2 separate regions of the Hordeum vulgare genome follow, and region 2 is linked to region 1. Evidence: chromatin contacts called from public Hi-C data. All regions are on one chromosome and are shown on one strand. Each heading gives the region's core, a stretch centred on a gene start, on an enhancer-like site or on the middle of the called end of the contact. The rest is flanking DNA. Distances are from core to core; before and after follow the strand shown. Region 1 holds the start of LOC123426676 (putative pentatricopeptide repeat-containing protein At5g37570). Region 2 holds the start of LOC123426677 (protein GL2-INTERACTING REPRESSOR 1).

Region 1 (6,611 bases), core at 1,529-4,028:
AAACCCCAAATAAATTTGAAAGAGCAAACAAATTTTTAAAAAACAGACATCTTTTGAATTTTGAGAACAAATTTTGAAACCAAGAACAATGTTTATAAAACTGAATGAATTTGGAAGTGCAAACAAGTTTGTAAATACATAAACAATTTATTAGTCTATAAACAAATTTGAAAACACGGAACATTTTGTTTGTAAGAAAGATCATTTTTTGAAATTTGTGAACATTTTTTGAACTTATGTACACTTTTTAAAACAGGAACATTTTTTGAAACGGATTGTTTTTTTCAAAAATGAAGAATATTTTTTAAACTTCCCAAACATTTTCAAATCATGAATAATTTTAGAATTGGCAAACAAAACAAAATTTTCAAAAAAGAGAAAAAAAATTCGTAAAACAGGAACATTTTTGTAAAATGTGAAAAGAAGAACATTTTAAAAAACATTGTGAATAATTTATGTGAAAAATCATGCACTTTTTTGAATACGAAAACAATTTTTGAAACATGAACATTTTTCAAAAGATGAACACTTTTTGGAAGCAGGAATGTTTTTGAAGCATGAACATTTAAATATAAACTGTGAATACGAGAACTTTTTTAAAATTCAAAACAACAATTATAAAATGTCAAACATAAAAATCGGAAAAGGAAAAAGGAACAAAAGTGTAGGAAAAAAATATTAAAAGCAAGCAATAACATTTTGTGAAAAAAGAATATTTTTTATAAATGGCGAACAGTTTTTGAAAATTTCGGACATTTATCGAAAATCCCGAGCTTTTTTTGAACCTAGGGATGTTTTAAAAAACGCCAAATATTTGAAATTTGGAATTTTTTTATAAAATCAAAGACATTTTCTGAATTTCAAGAAAATATTTAAAACATGAACTTAGATTTAAAAAATATGTATAAAAAAGAAAACAAAAGCAGAAAAACGAAAAAAAGAAGAAGGAAAAACTGAGACGGAAAAAAGGACAATAAAAAATGAAGCACATACCGGAACTGCCTGCAGAGGGAGGTAGGCTGGTCCTGTTTGTCGCGCCCCTGTGTGTTTATCCAACTATTTGACGCAAAAAACGACAAATAGGGTTTTCCCCTTTGCCGCTCGTATTGATTCCTATTACGGACGTGTCATCTCTCGCATGTGCACGTTTGGGCCAACCGTGAAATCAGGCCGTTCCTCCCTCGGATCACCCGCGTGGTCGTTGGACTGGTCCTCTTTTGTTCTTCTTTCATGTCTAACGATTTCAATTTTTATTGATCTTTTCCTTTCTTTCCTTTTTTCCTTAAGATTTCCATCATTTTCTTTGTATTATGCGAAAGTCTTACCTTCCACTGATTGATTCGCGTGATTCATTCGCCGCCCGCTTGTCCATTGAATCTGGCCTCGATCTGATCGCGAACCGTTTTCTGAAACTGGATCGTTGTTTTAGAAACTGGGCAGTTGTTTGAGAAAAAACTGCCCATCCGTGCCTCCGCCTCTGCCTCGGCCCTGACGACCTCGCCGCCGCCGGCCTGCTGCATCTCGCGGCCCCTCCGTCGTCGGCCTGCTGCGGCCCTGCCGCCCCCTCTGTCGCGGGCAGGCGCCCTCCACCGTCCCTGCTCGCCCTCCGCCGTTGCCCCGTCGGCCTGCACCGCGGCCCTCCGTCGCCGACCTGCGTGTTGCCCTCCGCCGGCCCTGCTCGGCCTCCGCCGCTGCCCCGCGCCATGGCCCCGCCCCGTCGGCCTGAACCGCGGCCCTCCGTCGCCGGGGCAGCTCCGCAACTGGCCTGCAACATTTTTCTGCAACGGGGTTGTGGTTTCTGCAACTCAGCCATTGTTTCAGGAGTTACGTAAATTATTTTCTGCAATGCGATCGTTGTGTCAGGATTTTTTTTGCAGCACGATTGTTGTTTTTGCAACGCGGCTATAGTATCTGCAACCCAACCTCTGTTTCAGGAACTATTGGATGCGGGGACGTAGATCGGACGACTGCATCGATAATCCAACGACCGTTGAGGTGACAGATGTTTACTAAACATCCGTCGGTGGATGCGTAGCAGCTCCCTTGTATTATTGAGTTTCTCCTTCCTTTACTTTTTATGGTTTCCATTTTCTTTATCTTTTTCGCATTTTTATACGCATTTTTTGGAATTTTTTGATTTTCAATGGTTTTTAGTTATTTATGGTTTCTTGATTTTTTATATTCTTTTAATATTTTAATTTTTTTTTTTGCGATTCTTTCGTTATATTTCTCTGGTTTTTTAACACAGGTCTATTTTTTCATGCACATTGTACATTTTTTATACTTGTAAATAAATAAATATATATATAATACTTAATTATATGTTTTATATGTTTTTAAATACTCTTTCCGTTTGAAAATAAATGACTCAAGTTTTTACTAAATCTAGTACAAAGTTAAGCACTTATTTTGAGACGGAGGGAGTACATGTTTTTGAATTAATATTAATATCTAGTCCCTCCGTTCCTAAATATAATTCTTTGTAGAGATTTCACTAGCGGACTACATACGGATGTATATAGACATACTTTAGAGTGTACATTCAATCATTTTGCTTCAAATGTAGACACATAGTGAAATCGCTTAAAAGACTTATATTTGGGGACGGGAGTATATATTTAGGAATGTAATTAAATGTATAAAACATAAAAAATCGAAACAGACGTGTGATGTAAAGGAAGTGAACGAAGCAGCTATTTTTCTTGGGCCCGTCCATTTACCACAGCGCATTAGGCGAGCCCAGGATGCGAGCCGAAAGGGACACCCAGGCCCCAAACGCCAAACGCAGCTCCAAATGCCATCACCGGCTTCTGCACTCGCCCCCGCCGCCGCATGACCCCCGCCGCCGGCCGCCCATCCCCTCCGGTCGCTACCCTCCTCGGCCGCTGCCGTACTCTTCGCTGCCTCGCCCAACTCCACGCCCGCATCGTTCGCCTTGGCCTCCACAACCACCACGCCCTCCTCGCGCGCTTCACCGCGGCCTGCGACTCGCTCGCCTCCCCCTGCGTCGCCGACTCCTTCCTCTCGGCTCTCCCTTCCCACGCCGTCCCGCTCAGCCTCCGCAACTCCGTCATCGCCTCGCTCTCCCGCCATTCCCCGCTCCACGCTGCGCTTGCGCACTTCAATATCGTCCGCCGCACCGCCTGCCCCGACGCCTTCTCTTTCCCTCCCCTCCTCCGCGCGTGCGCCCGCGTACGCTGCAAACCCACCGGCTCCGCTTTGCACGCCGCAGCCATACGCCTCGGCCTGGATGCCGACCTCTTCGTCCGCACAGCGCTCATCCAGTTCTACGGAAGCTGCAGCTCTGCTGGCGCATCCCGGATGCTTTTCGACTCGATGGTCATCCCCAGCGACGTTTCCTGGACTGCCATTATCATGGTCTACGTCGACTGTGGTGACATCGTGTCTGCCCGGGAGCTTTTTGACCGAATGCCATACAGGAACGTGGTTCATTGGAACGCCATGGTTGGTGGGTATGTGAAGTGCGGGGACCTGGAGAGTGCGAGGAGGCTGTTCGAAGAAATGCCCCAAAGAACTGCTGCAGCGCACACATCGTTGATCGGTGGGTATGCAAAGGCAGGAAATATGCAGGTTGCCAAAAGGCTGTTTGATAAGTTACGTGACCGGGATGTGTTCTCATGGTCAGCAATGATATCAGGCTATGCACAGAATGGTTATCCTGGAGAGGCTTTAAGGATTTTTAATGAGTTCCGTGAGGACATATGCCCGGACGAGCTTGTTATTGTTGCTCTGATGACAGCGTGCTCCCAACTGGGTAACATCATGTTGGCAAAATGGATTGAAGGTTACATCACGACTTATTCCATAGATATGAACAATGCCCATGTGTTGGCAGGTCTCATAAACATGAATGCAAAGTGTGGGAACATGGAAAAGGCTACTGTTTTATTTGAGTCCATGCCAGTTCGAGATGTGTTCTCATACTGTTCGATGATGCAAGGTCATTGCCTCCATGGTTCAGCTAACAAGGCTGTTGATCTTTTCTCTAGGATGCTTTTGGAGGGCCTCTCCCCAGATACTGCTGTGTTTACAGTTGTTTTGACAGCTTGCAATCATGCTGGCCTAGTAGAAGAAGGGAAAAAGTACTTTGCTATGATGAAGAATGAGTATTTCATTATGCCATCTGGCGATCACTATGCTTGCCTTGTCAGTCTTCTCGGGCGTTTTGGGATGCTGAGAGATGCATATGAGCTTATTAAGTCTATGCCAGGAAAACCTCATCCGGGATCATGGGGTGCATTGTTGCGTGGATGCATACTCCAAGGTGATATTGAGCTTGGAAAAATTGCTGCGAAGAAGCTTTTTGAAATTGAACCAGATAATGCTGGAAATTATATTACCCTGTCAAACATTTATGCTAACATTGACAGATGGGCCGATGTTTCTGAAGTTAGAGCTGAAATGGCCGGAAAAGGGATAACAAAAATAGCAGGTCGAACCGTTGTTCTACAGTGAGGCATTTGTTGAGACTATTGATGTGTTTAACTATTTATCTTGTCTTAGCTTTGCTGACCTTATTGGAATGTTAAGTAGAGTAGTAGACTTCTGCTGTGAATGTGGAAAAAGGACGATATGTGTGCTTTGCATTGTTAACTCATGATGATTACGAAATCATCAGAAACCAATGGTTTGCACTCAAGTTGGGGGATGTTTGTGGTAGAAGATTGCTGCCTTTTGACACAGACAACATGTTAATTTACAACCTGTCTTGGGTTAATAAGAGTCATCGAGCCATCTGAGGTGAATTGTTCACTTCTGCATAGTGCTTCTAGTTATATGCTGACATTACCTGGTTTTAAGAACCAGAGGATAATGTGATTGCTGAGGAGATTTCATGTACTGCTGCCATTGCTGATGAGATGATGCCCTGTGAGTGCTCTTTCTCACCTAGTCATTCCTTAATCTTTCTTTACTACCTATTCAGTTTGTGCGCTTTTAGCATACAGGGTAGTACCACTATAGCTGTGATTGCAATGTTGGTGAAAGCTATAATCTCCGTTGAACTGAAATCATCCAATCCTGTTTCACAAAAACAGAGCATTTCAGGTAAATAATGTACTCGTGAATGTAAAATGAACATATATTTCACTTTTGTTTCTCATCCGCATACTTTTGTATAATGTACCTGCATATGTTTTTCCGTGATGTTAGAAACGTGAAAGGTTCCTTTTTCTCCGCACCGTGTACATGTATGGCTTGTCTATCTTTTAACTCCTAGCAAGGAAAACGAAAAGGTCTTGCATATCAGTGCCCCCCCCCCCTGCTGTTTCATATCTGCCATGCCTTGCCCTTCCACTCCAACCCTGTTTCTGTGCTCATCAAGGAGGAGGTCCAAGTTATTCTCAAACCACACCAATCAGCTAACTCCTACAACAAGAACTGTGCTGTACCTTTGCTGCACCTGAAGTCTCTATGGCTCTCCCATTGTGTTTTTTCACGGCGATCTGCTCCGCATTTTGCTGTGTCATCACCATGACCCAGAACACCACATCGAGCCATTGGGAGAGACCAAGGAGTGGGGTCTACCTCATGGTGAGTTTTACAATGTGGAAAGCTGAGGTGTTCTCCTGGAAGAGGCGTACAATTGCAAACTTTTTGGCCTGCAGCTTCCTCGGCCCACGGTGAAGAATGATGAGGTGTCACCCGCATGGCTGAGGATCACTGAGCAGAGGCGAGGGTGACAATGTAGAGGGGTCAATGCCGCTGGTTGTGCATGCGGCATCTTGGGGGCCTTGCACCATCATGCTTGCCATGGTAGGTGCAAGGACAGGGATGGGAACAGAAAATGGTTGTGCGGATGATGTGTAAGCGTGGTAGAAACTAGGGTTCTACCGGCCCTCTGCCTTAAGTTATAAGGGTAGGAGGGAGGTTGGAGGAGACGAGGGCGCCGCGGCCGGCGCGACGGCGCCGTCTCGGCGCAGGAAGGAGGAGGCGGCGAGTAGTAGAGGCGTCTAGGGTTAGGGCACCGGCTCCTAGTTGGAGCCGATCAAAATAGATTGATCTTTGCTTAATCTCAAAAGTGCTGATTACATGACTATATATAAGTTCTCTAGGCTATAATAACTGGGCTAAGCCCCTAATATTATTAAGATAACTGGGCCAGTTTGGCTAACTGGGCCTCTGGTCATAACATTTCTCCCCGCCTGCGCAAACAGCTAGTCCTCGAGCTGGACGTCTAGAAAATGTTGGCGGAACTCCTTGAGCTGCTCCCAAGGTGCCTTCGGAGGGTTGAGCTGGTCCGAAGTACGTCGTGCATCAAGGCCTGGAATGTCGCCGGCGCATTGAAGAGATCGAAAGGCATCACCAAAAACTCGAAGTGATCGTGATGGTAGCCAGAACGCAAGTCGAGCGTAGGGAATAAGCGTGGCCCTGGCGGCTCTTCCCGGAGCTCCTCCACGACCGGTATAGGAAAATTGACCCTCGTCGGCGTGGCATTGAGAGCACGGTAATCGAGGCAGAAACGCCACGAGCCCTCGGGCTTGTGAACAAGGAGCACCGGTAAAAGGTCGTCGTGCCGCTGCAGGAGATGAGCCAACAGGGGCGGCTCGGAGGCTGCTATGGCGGTCGACAGCTGAGAGGGAACTACTGGA
Region 2 (6,611 bases), core at 1,898-4,397, 190 kb after region 1:
GGCACCGATGGCGGTGGTGCGGAGTGAAGATCATGGCGGCGGGTGAAAAGCGACCAAGATGATGATGGGCGTGGTCGTTGCTTTTGCATGAAGTCCTTTTGCGTTTGTCGTAAAAAAAAACTATGATTTTATTTGCGCGCGAACTATGTTTTATTCTTCGAATTTGAACTCAACCGTCGGAATCGCTGTCAAATTGGTTGATCTGGGGTTTTCGGTTTGCGGGCCGAAGCGGGATGCGGCCGAGCAGGCCTCGTGTAGTCAACCCTTAAAACAACATATTTACGGGTCGGCTACGCAGGGTCTGCTTGGCCGGGGCATGCTTCGGCCCGCAAAACCATTTTTTCGCGAACTGTAAACGAGTTTTGCAGGTCGGTGTTTTACGAGGTCTGCTAGAGATGCTCTTATCCAGGTTTAGTCCCTCTCAAAGAGGTAAAACCATACATCATGCTTTGTTTGTATTGATTGTGGATGGTGTATAATGTACAAGTGATCTACCACAAGATTGGATGTTAATGAATTTTCCCTCTACGGCCCTGGTCCCTTGGTTTATATAGACAGGGGGTTCCTAAGGTTTACACATGGTCGGTCATATCCAAGAGGCAAACGTTCTAAGGATTATCTCTGCATCTTAGCGTATACGTCAATTCTTCGAGTCATTCCATCTTGAAGCTTCTAGTCCAGACGAACGAGGCCCATCATGAATAGGATAATGGGGGTACTCTGTCCAACCCAAGGAATGGGCAACCGACATGCCGAGCAACCCCTAATCCAGGACTCCATCAATACGGCCATGCAACCTTCGACATGGAGAAAGGAGGCGAATTGATGGAGGGGGTGTGGAGAATACGGTCTAGAGAGACTCACAAGCAGATACGATTGACTCATCGTGGGCGGTGCCTGGGACCCATAGGCAGGAAGGGCTTGGGACGACGTGGCATAACCAGAGACGAAGAATCACGTCGCGCGATGTACGGCTTTGACACCTATATCCACGGTCTGAATACATATCTCCAAGACTGCAACTTGGAAGCAAATGGGAAACATAACTACTCCCTTTGTTCCTAAATATAGGTCTTTTAAAAAAATCATTAGGAGACTAAGTCCGAAGTAAAATGAATAAACCTACACTCTAAAGTATGTATCCGTATGTAGTCTTTTAATGGAATCTCTAAAAAAACTTATATTTAGGAACGGAGGAAGTATATGATTAAACTTTAATACTGATAAATAACAAAAGGTGGAACCATCTGCAAAATTGTATGAAACCACACAGAGAGGGAGGGGGAACATACAAAACCACAATAACGACGAACACGTGACATCATTCAATCAGGAGCTTTCTTTTACTTCCAGGCCACTAATTAAGCTCCTTAGATCCCTCCATGAAATTAAAGAAGAGCACATGCGTTTGGCTCCAACGCCGACTAATCACAGTTTTGTACGTGCAAGAAACATTTTAAACCATATCCTGTACTAAGTAACCTAGTGCCACAGTTATGAGCTCGGCTTGAGGTCAAACCTCCCCTGTTTCCGTAGTTGAGCCAGAGTTGCCTTCAACTCTTGGCCTCTTTAGCTCCAAATCTTAAACACACCGGCGATGAATCATGGCGAATGATGGCGAAATATTATACGCTTCGATAAGCTGAATTGATCTTTGATCCCGAGGCCGATAGCATTGGCTCTGGATCCCAAAGCCATCCATTACTGCTTCCATTTGACAAAAAAGAGGCATTAATGGTATAATTATAATTAGTCCTAACTAAGGCAAAAAGAAAAGGAGAAAAACAGATGGCTCTCTCTTAACCATGTAGAGAAGCAGCATCAGCAGCAGCATTGACCAAACCAATTGCAACACACAAACCAAAACAACTTTAAGTGAGTTGTATGCCACCCCGTCATTAATCAAGGTGGGTGATATGGAAGCAATCTTGGGGGGATTACATTAGTGGGTTACGACTAGTTATGACTTAACCATGTTTCAATCTTTTCTTAAATGCAAGGATGCAACATCTCTAGAATAAGCAACAAGTCAACCCTCAGAGTTAATATCTGCTGTCAGCAATTAAGCACTGCGAGCTGGAACACAAGCAAGCAAAGGAGCTGAGATTTTCAAAGCGGGCGGTGACATTAGAACAAGAGCGGGAGGTGGTGGAGGCTGCTCTTATGTGCATGAAACAAAGTGGCATTAATGTATTGCTTATCTCTTCGTCATTGTATGAGGATGCGCACCGCATGGGTGCATACATAGGCCTTGCGTTTGCACCATTTAAAGACCTAAAAATTGCATAGCAGCAGCATATCTTCAAGGACCCCATTTATTCAATTAGCAAAAACCAATGGCTCAACATTCAAGTCTATTTAGTGTACTCTCTGCTTTCTTTTTTCTGCTACTAGTACTTATGATGTGCATTTGAGAGACTGTGCCAAATAAATTCCATTCAAGATCACATTCAAGTGGTGAAATCAATTGGGGGCCAGTCAAAAATTAAGCTTTCGAAGCAATTAGAAGGACATGTATTGATGAGCTTCAACTTTCAACAATACACACCCAATAATAACTGCCATAATTACAAGATGTGTCTACATCTTCCATAACCACTGTCTATATGCAGTAGGCAAGCCATTTGCAAAGTTTTAGAACTGAATCACTATATGTGTTTTAACTTTAATAAACCACTCTAATAGTATGTGAACTCTACTAGTATGAAAAGAAGAAGAAAAAAGTGTGTGGATTAGAGACTTTAACATCAGTGTTAAGCTTTCATCAGGGTAAAGAGGAAAGCAAAGCAAAACTCTAGCTGTAACCACATACCCAGGCTCGGCTTTCGCCTGTTAAATAGCCAACCTTGTGTGCATGACCAGCCCTCTCACCTCGCACTTCTCTTCCACCCAACAAAGCACAAATTATTCAACCCATCCCTTGCCACTCTCCAACCATGATTTGGTGGGTAATAAAATGCCTGTACTACATACATGAGAGAGAGAGAGAGAGAGGGGGAAGTAGTAGTAGTATGCCTCTCACTGTTGCATTAAACAAAACTAATTGACCTCTCCCCATCCATCTCCCTCCCCACTATAAATACCCGCCATCTCCATTCCAACTACACCAACGCAGCACGCTCCTAGCATTCCAACTCTCGGGCTTCTCTCGCTCCAGAGCAGAGCAGAGCATCCCCTCCCCTGTCGCTCTCACTTTCATCTGCGAGGCTCCTGCTTCTCGGACCCGACGCAAAAGTAAGCTCCCTCCCTATATGCATCCATCGCCAGTGATCTTTAATCCCTACCGGGTTGCAGCAATCGATCAATAGTACCTTTCAGAGCATATGCTAATCCATCAGTTCCATGTTTTGATGTGTGCAGACAGGGGATACCTCTGAGGATGAGCCGCAGCAACAGGAAGAGCTCATCAAAGGGCCTTGACCTGAAGCTCAACCTCTCTCTGCCTGCAAGAGGGGACTCCTCCAACAGGGCGATGGCTGACGAGGAGTCGTCCCCGAGCTCATGCCTGTCGTCGGAGAACGAGCATGGCCTGCAGTGGTCCAACAGCCCCGAGGCGACGTCCATGGTGCTCGCTGCCTGCCCTCGCTGCTTCATCTACGTCATGCTCCCCCAGGATGACCCTCGGTGCCCCCAGTGCAAGAGCCCCGTGCTCCTTGACTTCCTGCAAGACAATAGCAACAATAACAACAACACCAACAGCAACAGCAGGAAGAGCAGGAGGGGGTGAAAGAAGAATGAGGAGGAGAGGCTCCATTCGGCAGCACCGACATCAAGAAAAAGCGTTTATATGAAGTCCTAGGTCCACTAGTTCTCTTTCGTTTGGTCATTTCTTCAGTGTAACCATGATATGTCAGTATTAAAATTGTGAGACTGGCATGTATCCATGTGCTGGTGTCACGATTTTGACATATCATGGATACACTGTGGACTATATCCCCTCTCCTGAGTTCTTCTTCAGTGGTTCTAATGAAGTAGTTTGTTAGGCATAGGACCAGACTTCTTCTCTTCTGTTTCTTACTTTCAAGACAAGAAAAGTTTACCCCTGAAAATCTCAAGTTGCGCCGGATGAGTATTATTCTGAAACATCTATGACAGACAAGCTTCTGCGACTTCGCGCCATGAACACTCATCTGTTCATTCCTTTGTATCCAGACAAGTTAGTATGCAAATCCACCATACAAAGTGGAGAAAGTGCAAGAAGAACAGTCAACCCTGGAAATGGAGTGTTAGGAATTTGTCACCACAGATTAGTTGAACTAACCAATTGGCACTACAACTCCCACGCCTCAAAATAATGAGGACTCTACCTACTATCCTTGAAAAAGACATCACGTAATTAAAAAGGTGATGAAATTTCAAATTGGAGAGAGAGATGGTATTTGAAACAATCGAACAGTCTACGGTGTGACGCCATGCAATGAATACCGATTGATTTCAGCATCCATCACTCTATCTCTTGCCATTATACTTCCATCTGAATACGTGCATTGTGACGCAGCACGCCAGCAACCCAATTTAATGTCGCTTTGGTCAACTTTGCAAGCCGATTGATTTATGTTTACTCAATAAAGACATCTCAGTTTAAGTCCACATCATCATAATCAGATACGGAGACCAGCCATGCTACTTGTTTGCTTGAATCACGTCAGAAAAGGAAAAGAAAAACAGACATGAAATAAAAAAGCATGTGCTTTGTTAAGCTTACCTTGATTGTGTTGATTGGAATGGTAAGCATGTCACTTTCATTTCATCTTTCAAAGAAAAGACCAGTGTATCAGGATGTGTCCTCGTGTAGTTCAACGACAAGGCAACAGAAAAGGAAATGACCCCATTACTTCCAAAGGAAAGTAAATGACACACAACATGGGAAAGGAAGGAAGATAAATAAATACCCAGGCCAAATTTTGTTATGTTATGTGAGGCTGCTATAGTTGATGGATGTGTGAGATTTTATGTTCTTTCCTTGTCCTGGATAACTACAAACACATGATCCAAACAAAGTTGGCATTTCCTGCAACATAATCAAACACTTTCAGTAAAAAAAATCAGAAGATTGTAGAACCAGTTAGTGGGACAGGAATTTGGTGAACATGGTTCCACGCACACCCCTTATGAATAGTAAATTAAAAAAAATACTAAGAAAATCTGAAAAAAATTGTAACATAGATAGTCGACCGGTATACTCGCGTATGAAGTTTCAGGAAGAAATGACATCGCTGTTTGATGTATGGTAAGGTCCTGACTGTATTTTCTTCACTAAGTGTACCACAGGCGTCATTTCTTCAGGAAACTTAACACGTGAGTGGAATGGGCGACCAAGTTTGATATCCCACAATTTCAGATTTTTTTGAATTTTTCTAGTATTTTTATGAATTTACTATTCATGTGTGCGCGCATGCAACCATGTTCACCTGTGTATTTTCGCACTTAGTGTGCATATTTTAGCAACCTAGTAACGTGAAACAGATAAAAGAAAATACTACTACCCCCCTGCAGTTCAGTTAAAAAAATATTACCCCGGACATACTCATGGGCACTGGTGTATAGGAACTTAACAAATCAGAAGTAAACTATCTACAATTAGAGTACAATAGCATGCCTTCAACTGTTGGGTACAGGGATCTTCTTAACTCCAAAAAACAAGGTCTGCAAAAAAGAACTCCATAGAACAACCAGCATTCGAGATACAGAAGTTCCAAGCACTGGTATGTGTATACGAAGTACATGATTGCCAAGGGTCAGACCACATATTAATGCTCAATGAAGCCTTTTGTCCTAGTGTAATGTGTGTGTTTTATTTTATATAAGGTGAGAAGAATGAAGGGTAGACCATGGCCTCCTGTCCGGGTAGCAGTTATATGGATGAAAAATGATCATGACTGATACAAACAATACTGAAAAGATCAGAAATAAGCTATGCAGCACTTCTGCTGTTCTTGACAATCTTAATAGCTTTGTTCGTGGCGCATCACTTAAAAAATACTTTGGCAAATAAGTTGATGGGTGATATTTCTGAACCAATATGTTCCAAGATAAGATGATTTACCTGTTCCTTTCAACCAGCTAATAGGTTAAATATGTTCACCAGTAGTGGATTCCCCTTACAACGAATGCATTAGCAGAATAATATACTACCAATATCGATCTTCTTGGATAATTCTGTGCCTAAGTTCATAGTTGTTCAAGGTTATTTAGCTGCATTTATGGGTGAAGCTGTCACAGTCTACACCTGCAAGAGTATCTCTAGCTGTGGTAACAACACACTATGGAAGAATCATGCCAATGCCAATGAATGACCTGATAATTGAAAAGCCCTCGTACTGGATTGGATAAAGAAATTCAGCACTACCATGTACAGGGGGATACGTGGCATCCAATTTCCCTGGTTTACGCTGACATATTCAACGGAACAAAAATATCCAGAAGCAGAACGCTAGTAGAAATATTCACCATAGTGATGATCCATTAACCATCAGTGTTCCCAATCTGCAACCAAAACAAAGTTTCACAAGTTATTGTTGGATCAAAATGAGCCGTTCAGGCGCTGAAGAAACAAGCAGTGCCATTGCGCCAGTCCATCACCCTGCCTGCGGAATCCAGAGGACACCGTC

Evidence for each region. Hi-C and Micro-C count contacts between places; a contact is called where the count stands out from the background.
Region 2: a contact with region 1 is called in a Hi-C map of leaf, with 4 times the contacts expected there. The contact joins the promoter of LOC123426677 here to the promoter of LOC123426676 in region 1. A contact is called at or near these places in 4 of 6 Hi-C or Micro-C datasets (leaf and seedling) and 1 of 1 datasets of contacts at active chromatin or transcription factors (embryo).

The regions. Positions count from the first base shown.
Region 1 is chr2H:464,943,528-464,950,138 of MorexV3_pseudomolecules_assembly, forward strand. LOC123426676 (putative pentatricopeptide repeat-containing protein At5g37570) reads left to right here and starts at 2,779. Exons shown (of 4, transcript XM_045110543.1): 1 at 2,779-4,890; 2 at 4,961-5,067. The coding sequence starts at 2,833. The coding sequence ends at 4,476.
Region 2 is chr2H:465,129,920-465,136,530 of MorexV3_pseudomolecules_assembly, forward strand. LOC123426677 (protein GL2-INTERACTING REPRESSOR 1) reads left to right here and starts at 3,148. Exons shown (of 2, transcript XM_045110545.1): 1 at 3,148-3,234; 2 at 3,361-4,109. The coding sequence starts at 3,380. The coding sequence ends at 3,727. It overlaps LOC123426679 (a long non-coding RNA gene), which reads right to left and starts at 3,462. Exons shown (of 3, transcript XR_006622293.1): 1 at 3,372-3,462; 2 at 2,813-3,280; 3 at 1,205-1,704. It overlaps LOC123426678 (a long non-coding RNA gene), which reads right to left. Exons shown (of 3, transcript XR_006622291.1): 2 at 4,706-6,486; 3 at 3,574-3,661.